Regions from separate parts of the Sus scrofa genome. Here region 1 is linked to region 2. A link is a contact called in public HiChIP or PLAC-seq data. All regions are on one chromosome and are shown on one strand. Each heading gives the region's core, a stretch centred on a gene start, on an enhancer-like site or on the middle of the called end of the contact. The rest is flanking DNA. Distances are from core to core; before and after follow the strand shown.

Region 1 (7,086 bases), core at 2,186-4,685, 55 kb after region 2:
CCCACTGGTTTATTTTTGCTTTTATTTCTGTTGCTTTGGGAGACTGACCTGAGAAAACATTTGTACAGTTGATGTCAGACAATGTTTTGCCTATGTTCTCTTCCAGGAGTTTTATAGTGTCTTATGTTTAAGTCTTTAAGCCATTTTTAGTTCATTTTTGTGCAGTGTGAGGGTGTTTTCTAGTTTCATTGATTTAAATGCAGCTGTCCAGTTTTCCCAGCACCACTTGCTGAAAAGACTTTTTTTCCCATTTTATATTCTTGCTTTCTTTGTCAAAGATTAATTGACCATAGGTGTCTGGGTTTATTTCTGGGTTCTCTACTCCGTTCCATTAGTCTGTATGTCTGTTTCTGTACCAGTACAAACCTTGGTTACTGTAGTTTTGTAATATTGCCTTACGTCTGGGAGAGTTATTCCTCCTGCTTGGTTTTTTTGCCTCATGCCTTTTTAATGGCATTTTGACCCAATCAACATTGAACTGAGAGTGGAAAAATACTAAAATGTGAAACTTCTAATTTTATGGAATTTTGTCCCCCGTTTTGCCTAATTGTGGCTTAATATATGTCTCTAAATGAAGGAGTGGCAAACAAAATAAAAAGTAATTTTATCAGATTTGATTAGGCTTTATAGGTACACATTTCAGAAATTAAGAATGTAAGTGACTATTGATAACAAATTCATTTAATGTCAGATAGTTTTTATTTATTTATCTTCAACAAAATTAAAGAAGTGCATATTTGAGATTTTGGTTCATTAAAAATATTTATTGGTAAATCATTATTTGATTTTTGGAATATAAATGGAAAATTTTTTTTTAATTTGTACTTTTGCTCTAAAAAGTTTCTTCTGTTCACAGAAGAAACTATTATATATATATGTATTTATATAAAAAGGATTTATAAATGTGATCTTTTTAAAAAAATGAATTTTTAAATTTAGAATTAAAATTAATATTGTAGCCTGCTTTATTCAAGTAATAGCTAATATTCAAGGACAAATACATGGAATACTAAGTGATTCTTACCCATCTCACTAAATTAGTCACATTCTGTTGTTTTATCACTTGGCAGTAATAAACATTAAAATGATAATGCTAGACAAATATTTTAGCAATTAGAGACATAAGGTTACCAGAAATTGAAAACATATCTGTCAATTAAAATGTATATAATTCATTTGTACTCTTAACATAAATTATTTTGCCTAAATTTAATTAGATTACATAATCATAAATTATGTTATATATAACACTCTACATTAGAAGTATATTTAAAATTTATTAATCTATATAAATATTTTTGTTGTAGAAATATTAGGAAAATAAGTATTTTTACATGTAAGTATATTATATTTGAAAAACTTCAATAGAAGAATTGAAATGGAAATATGGGTTCAAAGATTAAAAGGAATGATGGAAAATTTCCAACTTCCAACCCAGAGCTTATTTATATACACTTTAATGTATGGTGGTGGTGATATATTGCTTTTCAATTTAAATTTTATTGGATATATTTAAGAGAGGCTTGGTTTTATTTTTAAAAATCAATATTTATAATATGTTATAAATAAATCCTTTAGAATTATATACATTGCTGATGAAAAATTTTTGATCTCAGCTTAAAACAGGCAAGCAAATACATGATTTTGAAAAATCTTTTTTTAGAGGGTAAATGTGTACAAAAACTGAAGATCAGTGCTTTAACCCACCTAATGTTGGGTAAAATGTGCTATCTTGGCGAAGTCTGTGCTTTCTTCTATCATATAATTTGCAATCATTTTTGTATCAGTCTATTTACTTATCTGCTCTTCCACTGAGCAGGTTGTCAGGTATCATGCCTTATGTAGGCAGTCCTGAGTCAGAGAGCTTGTCAGTGAATGTTTTTGACTGAATGAACAGATGAACTGATTTGTTTTGGATGCAGATTTCTCAGTGTTTTTCATGATTTTGTATTCCACCATTTATGCTTCGATTTTTACTTCTGAATTTTAAGATCTTCACAAGTGAAATCAACATCATACTATAGTATAGAGAATGTTATGCTAAGACTTTGGATGTAGTACAGTCTCTGACAAATAATTTCGTAATTTGAAAAATCAAGGCCATTAATTGGATGTATTTTTAGGTTCCTTCCTACCTTAAATTGATTTTATTTTCCTCTAGAATAAAAAATGACTTTATTCTAATTTACTTATTGTGTCTATATTCACGAGTGAGTGTGCACAGGATAGCTGTGCCTCATTGCTCTGGTCACACCTCTGCTGTCCTTGGTATAGAAGAAGTAAGAGTGACTGAAATGAACAACTATCTGTGATTACTGGATAATTACATTTAAAATGAAAAAGGACTTTATACATTAGCTCACTCTATTTTCATTTCCAGAATGAGCAAGAGGTCAAAGAATTTTAAATCACTTGCCCAAGGTGACACAGAGCTATTATCAAAGCTTAGTATAAAATTTGATCTTATTCTTAATCCAGTGCTAGTTCCATCACTAAATGGTTAAGAATTCAGGATTTACAGTCAAGTATATCTGAATTCAATTCTCAGTCATAAAGTTTGGGGAAAATTATTTAAAAATTTCATTTTTAATTATTTTCTTACATAATGAAATAATAAGAACTTATAGCTTGTTTTGAAGTTCTTAAATAATGGTTGTAAAATCCTCAACACAGAACAAAACCAAGTAACTGATAGTTATGATGAGTATTATACTATTCAACATAAGGCTGCAGCATATCAAGCTGATAATGGTAGTATCACATATAATAGACAAAAACAGATTCTTAAAAATTATGCCTATCAATTTACCTTTCGATTCTTTGAATTTTACTAAATATCTTTAAAATGGTAATGGAACCCACAATCTAAAACATAATTATTCATCGGTTAATCTGTTTTCTTACTTGTTTATCAGTTGTATAATACAAACTCAATTCAAGAAGCAGTTACTGAATATTGTGTGCTAGTCTCGGTGTTAAACACTGGGGGTACATACAGAAATAAAATGTAATCCAGTCTCTAACTTCAGTGAATTTAAAGTCGACATTTTGAGTAAAAGGTCCTAATACGTGTATGAACCAATTCCTACAGCAGCTACATCTGGTGCTATAATACTGAGATTAAGAAACTGGTTTTGCAACCTGAGATCCCTGTAGTATATCCCTTGTCCCTCTTTATATGAAATTGCCTCACCCTACATGATATCAATTGAGATATAATGAAAACTGTTATATCAGATTTCCCTTAAGTGATGAGAAATCCTAACTCCATGGACCTCAAGTTTACTTAACCCATTTATAAGAGATCTTGGAACATGGTATCTATTTAAAAAGAGTGAAGAAGGGGTGGAAACACAAGATTCAGCATTACAAACAAAGAAAATCAGAATTACAAACTGCTCTGTGCTCAAAACACTTCAGATTTTGTAATCAGAGCTCTCCCAGATGTTCTCAGAGATTCCCAGGACAATCATGTGAAAAATAAAGAGATGAGGCAATGAGAGAAATATATATCCTGGGGATTTGTTTCTTTATAACAAATCCCTTTAAAGTAATTTATCAAAGTCAGTGGAGAACTGAGGACACTGAACATAGTTTACAAAACTGCAGACATATTGCTTTCTTTTTGAAAATTGAAAAAGCTTCAGACTTTTTGCATCAGCCTCTTCTTTATAATGTCAGATTTCCACTTGCCATAAATAGTAAGGGAAGATGAGAAAGAAAATGTCCTAAGACAACAATGAGATGGAAGCTGGAATCTACTAATAGAATTTATACTTGAGGACATATTTAAAAACATGACACATGTGTACATGTAAATAAGGCACTGACTACAAGAGCAAGCTCCCATCTCTGCCTTTAAACAAAGGGCACATTCTGTGGATTTTAATTCCATAAACATCAGGAACTAATCTCTTACATAAGCCATTTCTATTATCTTCTCCAAAGTTGAGGTCATACACTAGGGAGATAGGGGTGGGCTTTTTATTTCATACACACACCCATTGCTGGCTGACTATACTATATAAGTAAATGTGTTACTCTATTAATTATATGAGCTGAAAATGATTCTTATTCCTATCAGTCAGAAAAATGTAACTACCCTAATAATAAGTAAAGGTAGAGATTAAAATATTTTGAAGAATTTTATAAAAACACAGGACAGAGTCTGCTGCCAGCTGTAGGACTGCTTTTAATTAAAACCTTGTTCAACATGCTTACTGCAGAGTTTTCTTATTTTCCTATTATATAAAGATGTACTGAATCAGCAATTATTGAACCCTGGACACATTATAAAACTTTCTTCTGAGACTATTCAGCCAACAAAATCAGCTGTGATTCATTAGATAATAGCACTACTAGGAAGAATGCGCTTAAGTTTCCTTTAGTTATAAGCTTTTAGTGGCTGTGGAACCCCAAGGCCCAAACTAAGAAAAGAGCCTTCTCGTTTGAAATTTAATAGAAGTCTCTGTAATGAGATGGTAAAGTAGACTTACATATATATAAGGTGAATGAGTCTATTAAACGGAGTCCAAAAGTTAGATAAACCAGGTTCCATTCACAACTTTGTTAGTGATTGCTTTGATATATGCCCTAGTATGACTACTATTACTCAGTATTTACTTAGCACAAAACATCAGGACAACTTTGTCTATTATGAAATGCTGTGCAATTTTCATAAAATACATACATAGGATTTAATTCTTCAGCATTTGCTTGGATTCCTAGAGACTGACTGGTTAAAATTTGATACTTTTATTTTCTTAAATTTTTAAATTTTTTTCTTTTTCAGGCCCTCCATGGCATAAGGAAGTTCCTAGGCTAGGGGGCAAATTGGAGCTGTAGCCACTGGCCTGCGCCACAGCAAGGCAGGATCTGAGCCACATCTGCAACCTACACCACAGCTCATGGCAATGACAGATCCTTAATCCACTGAGCAAGGCCAGGGATCGAACCCGCATCTTCATAGATCCTAGTTGGGTTCCTTAACCACTGAACCATGAAGGGTACTCCAAAATTTGATACTTTTGAACAATGCCAGATTTGTGTGTTTTGTCACTAGCTGTGTGTAATACATCATATTTTTTTAATTTTGTCTTCAGTTTCTGAGGAAGATATTTGCAGTAGTAAAAGAAGAATTTTCAAGATCACATTCTTCTGGAGCTCTATTGTACAGTGTTGTGATTACAGTCAACAGTATTGTATTATATATTTCAGTTTGTTTTTTGTTTTTTTTTTTGTCTTGTTGCTATTTCTTTGGGCCGCTCCCGCGGCATATGGAGGTTCCCAGGCTAGGGGTCGAATCGGAGCTGTAGCCGCCGGCCTATGCCAGAGCCATAGCAACGTGGGATCCGAGCCGCGTCTGCAACCTACACCACAGCTCACGGCAACGCCAGATCATTAACCCACTGAGCAAGGGCAGGAACCGAACCCGCAACCTCATGGTTCCTAGTCGGATTCGTTAACCACTGTGCCATGATGGGAACTCCCTGTATTATATATTTCAAAGATGCCCAGAGACTAGATCTTAAATGTTCTCATCACAAAAAAGAAATGATAATTATGTGATGTGATAGAAGTGTTAGGATATGTGTGATGCAGATAAAACTGTTCTGAGATAAAAATTTACAGCACAAAATATTTATGTTAAAAAAATACAAAGCTCTCAAATCATCTAAATTATAAACTCAAAAAATTAGAAATCTAAGAGTTAAATAAATGCAAAGCAGTCAAAAAGTAATGAGGAAAAGAGAAGAAATCAGTGATATTGAAAATCAGAAAATAATAGAGAAAAACAATGAAACAAAAAAGTTGCTTCTTTGAAAATAAAATTGATGGATTTCTAGCAGGATTAATAAAAATAAGAAACAAATTACACATATATGGGATGTAACTACTGTTCCTATAGCCAATAAAAAAATAAGAAAGGAATACTATGAATAACTTATGGTCATAAATTCAACTTAGATTGTAAATGGACCAATTTATTATAAGCCAAAAAAAGTACAAAACTCATCAAAAAATGAAATTGATCATTTGAATAGTCCTATAACCATTAAAGAAATTGAATTCATAATTGATGATGATATTACAGATAGCAAATAAGCACATGAAAAATATTCAATATCACGAGCTATTAGAGAAATTAAATTTAAAACTACAATGAGATATTACTATGCAAGTATCAAAATGGCTAAAATTAGAAAATAGTGAGAAAAGTCAAATGCTGATAGGCTGAGAGGAAAGTTGATCACTCATATGTTGCTGGTGGGAATGTGAAGTGATACAGCTACTATGGAGAACATTTAGCAATTTCTTATAAAACTAAACATGCAGTTATTTTATAACTCAGCAGTTGAATTCTTGGGCACATATCCTAGAGAAATGAGAAGTAATGTTCACAAAAAACCTATATATAAATGTTCACAGTAGCTTTATTCATAATAGCTCAAAATTAGAAACAATTTAGATGTTCTTCAACCATATGGATAAACTGTGGTACATCCATACCTTGGAACTCTATCTAGCAATAAAAAAGCAACATGCTACACCACACCATAACTCAGATAAATCTCACAGGAATTATACTCAATAAAAGGAAATGAGAAAAAGTTACATATTGTATGATTCCATTTACATAACATTCTTGACTTGACAAAATTATAGAGACAAAGAAAAGATTAGTACATGTTAGACATTGTGGCTGCCGGAGGGTAGGAGAAGGTAGCTGTTATTATGTAAGTACAATCTGAGATATCCTTGCAAAGATAATTTATAGATATAGTTTTAAAAATAAAGAGGAAATAAAGGTAAAAAGACAATTCTTACTACTGAGGTAACTAGTTGAAGTAAGAAATCAAACAGGATATCCTTTGAAGTATCAACAGGATTTTGAATTCATATAAAAATAGAAAATACTGCTGCATAAAATATTCTTTCTGTAAAAAAAACACTGGATATGACGCTTAAATTTTCAGAAAATCCCAACCAGCAGTTCTGGAAATGTTTCATGTGGTTATGCAAAGACTTTGAACATGGCTGCATACTTAGTCTTAAAATTCAGTCCATTCTTGGTGTCAGAGTTTC
Region 2 (6,912 bases), core at 4,386-6,885:
CAGATAGTTTTGAAAACTGAGGTCTGTTTAACCATAATTCCTTTTTTCACGTACATATTGAGTCACTATGCTGTCTTAGAAACCTCTGCTTCACATAGGAATATGGTCATTCATTAACCATGTAAGTTATTAGATTTGTGCTCAATACAGTAGCCACTAGCCACATGTGACTAATTGAATTTTAAATTAATGAAAATTAAATAAAATGTAAAATTTAGTTCCTCAGTTACACTAGCCACATTTCAAGCTACATGTGGCAAATGGCAATTATACAGGGCAGGGTACACAGAATTTCCATCATTGCTGAAAGTTCTCTCGGATTGTTCTCGTATAGATAGATCATCAACTGTAAAGAGTATGAGAAGAGTACAGCACATAATGTGATGCGGTATCCAGTGTGTAGTGCCTAAAAGCATTGTTCATAATTTATGTAGGTTTATAAGCAAATTTACAACCAACTTTGGCAAATTAGCAGGTTTATGTCTTCTTAAACCTTCTGTCCCTCCCCTTTTCACTGTACTTTTGTCTTCTCTAATATTCTTCACTTTTGAGTGTTCAGTAAATCTTTGTGAGTACCCTATTTATTCCCTCTTGGGTGCACTGCTTGATTACATTTCACACTGTCGATTGAATACCTACTGTGTGACAAACATTGCAGTAGATAACTAAAAAGAGAGAATTAGACACTCTGTGATAGTGAATTAGGCAGGAGGAAAACATGTTTCCAGAATCCATTCAGGACAGAAAATGAGCTCTTCTCATTATTTGAATTAGCAAAAGCAAGTATTATTAACATGATTATGTAGACTAAGAGATGGGAGATTATAATGAGGGGTTTAGTGACTTGCTCAGAATAACACAGGTGATATAAAGGCATCCTCAGGCTGGAATCCAAGTCTTTTTACGCCAGGTTCAGTGCTTTTTCTAATCTGCTACCCCACTCAGAGTAGACATTGGATTATGCCAAATTCCTAATTTCTGACATCTGCCAATGAATCATCAAATAAGTTGTTCCTTCCTTCCATACATCAACATTATGTTTAAGTCTAATTTTCAGAGTTTCTTTGAATAAAGACAGAATTATATTTGTGTCTTTACATGGACTTCTCTGGAACACAGGTAAGTGCCTGTAGAAGGTCCTTGTGTTAAATCAACCTGTGCTTGATGTTCTCTTAATACTTAGAACTCTTAGGGATTGTTAGAGCTTAAATATAAATTAAACCAACGTTCTTTCTATTAAGAAAAAAAGAATAGCTATAATTCTCATTAGCGGGCAGGTGAATAAACTGCACCATTTGCAGGCAGTCAGAAGAGCAGTAGCGTAGCATACAGAGTTTGAGATTTGACACTTCCCATGCCATTCTGTATGGAAGAGTGATTCATTTAGGCACACCTAAATCCAGATGTTAGCTAGGTCTTCAATAGATTTTCTCTTTCCATCAGCCCTTCCTTGGAAATTTGGCACCACCATGCCATCATTGAAATGGCTTGGTGATGTGCTGTAACAGCCCATTACGAACCTTCTTGGAAGCACCTTATTTGAAAGTGCTCCACCTACACCACAGTCCACTCAGTACAAAGGTTAGGATAGTAAGATTCCTCTCACACATTCAAGTTATCAATCAAATATTGGTTTTTATGTTTTGATGGGGTCTCAGGATACTCTATGTCACTTGCAATTATTTTAATCATAAATCATATTATAGTGAGATGGTACCGCATTTATTTATAAAAGGAATCTAGCTAGAGATTGTCCTTATCTTCTTCAAATAGGAACTTCCAATAATCTTGTCATATTTTCTTATCCTACTCATCACATTTGCTGTGCAGGATTTAACTGGCTGAAACTTTTTCCCAGTCCTTCATAAAGTACTTCCCTGACTCCATTATTCTTTTCACTTTGTCATACTCTCCTGCCAAAACGAACAAAGAAAACAAAGCAAACAAATCAGGAAATGTCCTCTTTATAATGACTTTTCTACCTTTTAGTGGCTCATATTCTTTTCTTCCCAACCCATCAATTTAAAGAATCTTCCCTTTCCTTATCTACAATTCCTTTGTTCCTCTCTTTCAGGGTTTTCTTATAGTATCTTAGAGTTTAAAGATTCTCATAACCAACAATACTGTTCATGCATTTTTAATACACTTTTCTTACAATAACAAAACTATATTCATACGTTGAATAATATATATGCTGCCCAGCGTAATGAAATTCATTTTTTCAGAGCAGACACTCCCTAGCTATGTGGCTTTGAGCAAATGACTTTATCATTTTGGAATCCAATGTTCTCATCTGAAAGATTAAATGGAAAAAACATAATAAAAATTTTTATTGCTTGTATTTTATTTTTCTCAGTTTTCTTTTAAAAGAGTCTGGTAAGAAAAACATAGTAGGAGTTCCTGTTTTGGCTCAGCAGTAACAAACCTGACTAGTATCCATGAGGAGGTGGGTTCCATTCCTGGCGCCGCTCAGTGGGTTAAGGATCTGGCATTGCCATGAGCTGAGGTGTTGGTCACAGACATGGTTCATATCCTGCATTGCTGTGGCTGTGGTGTAGGCTGGTAGCTGCAACTCCAGTTCAATCTGGGAACTTCCATATGCCACATATGCAGACCTAAAAAGAAACAGTAGCTAATACATGTATTTTCCTATAGATTGTGTGGCACTGTAACTCAAAAACTTATTTTCTAGGATTTCCCGTTGTGGCACAGCGATAATGAATCTGACTAGAAGACATGAGGTGGCGGGTTCCATCCTTGTCCTTGCTTAGTGGGTTAAAGATCCAGTGTTGCTGTGAGCTGTAGGTCGCAGTCGCAGCTTGGATCCCAAGTTGCTATGGCTATGGTGTAGGTCGGCAGCTGTAGCTCAAATTGAACCCCTATCCTGGAAAACTCCGTATGCTGCAGGTGTGACCCTAAAAAGAAAAAAACAAAACAAAACTTGTTTTCTAGAATGTGTTAGCACTAGTGAAAGTAATTTTGGAAAATAAACTTTTAGTCAAAGATAAAATTTGTTATTGAGGATTTATATAACTCTGCCAGAAGACCAGAGCTGGATATTTTGCAAAATAAATATACTCTGATAGTAGCCACAAAAATAAGGGAAAATCCCAATAATTTAGTTGAAGAGTGAATTTGTACCATTAAAATATATTCCAGTTTATATTACATGGCATTAGATAATGCCATGATATTCTTTAATAATCCACACCCGGAAATTGGATACATACATAAAAGGGCATTTGTGCTGCAATCATGTGAATTTGTTCTGTGGCCTGGGAATCTCTCCATCATGTGAGAGAGCATAGAGCTGACTTCTTCCCAGTCAAGCTTCCAGTACACGTGCTTCTCGCATAGCCACAGCACGTCTTAACCAGCCCATTTGACATTTTTTAAAAAGTGTGTACCTTGATCACTTTGAGATATGTAGCTCTTAGTATTAAAAGAAAAATTTTGTTTACAACAAAATTCCAAATCTGAGTTGTTACTCTTAAAATATTTTAGAAATGTGAAATAGCCAGACCAATACTCTATAGGCTTGCTTCCAAAGAAAAGTTACTTATATAGGCTATACATCAGCTAACTCAATCTCCCTTTTTTTGAAACTTTAAAATATATTGTCTTTTCCTTTTTTTTTTTTTAGTGGATTGGTGCTTTTATCTTTTTGTTTCATTTTTTATAGTTTTATTGAAGTATAGTTAATTTATAATGTGATCATGTCTTCTCCGCAACAAAGCAATTCAGTTATGCATATACACACTTCCATTCTTTTTCAGATTCTTATAGGCTGTCACAGAATATTGGGTAGTTTCCTGTGCTATACAGCAAGTCCCCATTGGCCAGTCATTCCATATGACACAATGTGCATATGCCAATCCAAAATCTTGCTGTGTATCAGCTCAAACCTTGACACTCGCTGAATATTTGGGCTCCCATTACTCTACGAATACTTATGGCAACTGTTGGCTGTCATCACAGCATTCTTTCCTTCATTACTTTTATCTTCTATACGGCTCTACTCTTGACAGGGAAAATGTTAGGTACAAAAGGGCATGAGCTATTTATTATACATCTTTGACATGAGCAGAGGTCCAACTGGAAATCATAATACTTCTCCTAAAGATAGGCTTTAATCAAATTACACTGCAGAAAAAATAATTTGGACAAACTACTCTTGAACAACAACAACCAAAAATCCCCCCTAAGAAATAGGGAAAAGGAACACATTAACAAATTATTTGCATTTGTTAATTTGACTACATGCCTTTGTACCCACTGTACAATGAATCTGTAATAACTACTTATTGATTTGTCATGAAGAACTTCTTTCTGATTATGTTTGGCAAAATAAAATTTAGAGTTACCATCTATTACAGGACAGTAGAGTGTCCATTCAAACAAAAGAACTGTGTAAGGATTAACCTTGTTTGAAAATGTCAGTGTAGTGCATACCAGCTTATCATGTGAAAGTGAATAGTTTCCATTATTTTGTAAGGTGTCTTTAACTGGGAGGATGGTGAATTTTGGATCTATGGGTTAAGGTCTGTTCATCTCAAATGTGATACCAAGAAAGGTAGCAAACTGCTTTTCTGATATTACTTACACAGCAAAGATTTTTATGCTGCCTTGTCTCAAATTTAAGTGTTGAGTCACCATCTTCTGAGGTTCCTTCTCAACAAGAACTTGTTAGCAATACAAGGGATACTGAAAACTATAATTTTACTGTAGCTTGAACTTGCCCAGATTAAAGGAGGGACAAAGTTCTGAACAAACTCTCCTCTGGCTAAAATCCAGTACTTTTATGCCAAATACTTTTTTTTTTTTTTTTTTTTTTTTGCCTGTAAAATGAAAAAAAAAGGGGGGGTGTCTTTATAAAGAAAAGTTATTTCATTGAAAAGGATTTTTCATTTATCTTGTCATGATTATGACAAATTTCACTAATCCCACATTTTAAGGTATCTTGACCTCTGAGCCTGTTTTTTTTTTTTTTTTAATTTTCTTTCCTTTATATTAAAAAAAACTCTAAATTAGCTCAAATGAGTAATGATTAAGGAATTTCCTACCACAGCCATAAACGAGTATCAACAAGCAGTCAATGGATGGATGGATAAAATAACATTGGCAGATTCTTTTATTTACAAACATTGAAAAATACAGACATTGTCATTTATCTCTCTGAATATTTATATTCTCGACACAAAATGAAGTCATGGAGACATGCCCATCTGTTTATTTTTTAAAATCCTTGGTGTCAACTGTTTAGAAGTTTCCAGTTCAAACCAGGAATGAAGGCATTCTTGTGGGATGTAGTCAAGTCAAGGAATTCTGTCCAAATCTTTGAAACAAACAAAATTTTTGGCTTATATTTCAGAAAAGTTTAGATAAGTTTTTCATTTTTATAACTTACAAGCAGTCTTTCAACTGATGTGTGCATGTGTGTGTGTGTGTGTGTGTGTGTGTTCGTAGTTCTTAAAATTAGAAGCAAAGTGTTAAGGAGAACCCATATGGTTTGACTGTTGTGAAAACCTGGTTGACGTGAAATGCTACTTAGAAGCTGATGGTTTTGGCTACCAGCATGGGAGGAGGATATTGAGACAGGGTGGATCACTTTTATTTGAGTATCATTTACTGGGACTTGGCTGGGAACCCACACTAGAGAATAGCAGAGTATGCTAGGTTGTTCTCTCTTTGCCTTAGTCTATGCCCCATGCTTCTGTACCCCTTCTGGGACAATTTCTGAAGACCACCTCACCTGGGCTCCCTTGCCAGCTGGCTTCTGCTTAGAATCACCCCATGGGTCCCCGTGTATTAAGATATGAAGGTGAAAAGAGAAAGTTGTACATTTTGCCCCTTCTCCCTCCTTATATCAGCACCTGGTCCCTGGTAATAATTGTATTTTTCTTCCCCAGGGGGAAACCACTCTTGCAATTCCAACTCTTCATGACCTCTGGCAACACTGTTTCTTCCTCTTGTCCTTTTGGTCTTGTGGGTGGAAACAACCTCCCACAGTTTTTAGTCTCTGGGTGCCCTGCCAACCCTGTTTGCTCCTTTTACTGGGCCCACACATAGTCAGGACCCCAATCAATAAAAATTCTTCTTTAAAGGCAGAAGATATGTGCACAGTGTGAGAAGAAAAGGTGGGCTTTGTTCATTGTCTCACTGGTTATGAAAGTAGAATTAATTATTGTCCCTCAGCCAAGTATTCATTGTGGAAATAAAAAGTAATTCATATTTCTTACTGGATAATTTTTGAAAATATATAACATGGAAAAAAGTAAATAGGAAAGAAAATAGTAATTAACTTTATTGATCGATAGTAGCAATGTATTAGCTGTGTCTCTATGAAGTAGGCACTGTCATTGCCCTTGCTTTAAAATATAGGACCAAACTACTGAGAGGTCAAATGACTTGTGTTAGGTTATACAGCTATAGGATGGCAGAGGAAAGATTTGAACTGAGGCAGATTAGTTCCTAGGCCTACCCTTGTAGCCACTGTGCCTTTCTACCTCTTGGAAGGAAACTGGGAGCGGAAGGAATAGCATTTATTAAGTACCTACTATGTGTCAGGAAGTGCTCTAGATGCTTTCACATGGGCTATCTCATATATTGCTCTTTCAGCAGCACTTGACACTGTCATACATTATCTCTTTTGAGAATCATTTTCCTTTCTAGGTTTCTCTGACACTACATGCTATTCTGTTTTCCTCTCACTTTCCTTTGCTAGCTTGTTCTTGTCTATTCAGCCTTTAAATGTGGGAATGTTTTGGAGTTCCCATTGTGTCCAGCCAGTTAAGAACCTAACAAGTATCCAAGAGGATGAGTGTTCGGTCCCGGCCTTGCTCAGTGGTGAAGGATCGGCATTGCCATGAGCTGTGGTGTAGGTCACAGACACGGTTTGGATTTAGTGTTGCT

What was found. HiChIP or PLAC-seq counts read pairs in DNA pulled down with a chosen protein or histone mark.
Region 1: an H3K27ac HiChIP or PLAC-seq map of skeletal muscle shows a contact between it and region 2. The contact joins two enhancer-like sites. A contact is called at or near these places in 14 of 47 Hi-C or Micro-C datasets (adipocytes, alveolar macrophages, embryonic fibroblasts and 9 more) and 1 of 2 datasets of contacts at active chromatin or transcription factors (skeletal muscle).

What each region holds. Positions count from the first base shown.
Region 1 is chr5:91,616,901-91,623,986 of Sscrofa11.1, forward strand. No RefSeq gene overlaps it. Among named protein-coding and RNA genes, the nearest start is that of DCN, 58 kb to the right of the region's middle. Within about 2 kb of position 3,436, at least 11 of the 83 cell types and tissues checked have an H3K27ac peak or open chromatin away from gene starts, as enhancers often do. A contact at or near this core is called in skeletal muscle and subcutaneous adipose tissue, where this site is marked.
Region 2 is chr5:91,559,481-91,566,392 of Sscrofa11.1, forward strand. LOC102159901 (a long non-coding RNA gene) reads left to right here. Exons shown (of 5, transcript XR_002344335.1): 5 at 1-2,419. Among named protein-coding and RNA genes, the nearest start is that of DCN, 120 kb to the right of the region's middle. Within about 2 kb of position 5,636, at least 17 of the 83 cell types and tissues checked have an H3K27ac peak or open chromatin away from gene starts, as enhancers often do. A contact at or near this core is called in skeletal muscle and subcutaneous adipose tissue, where this site is marked.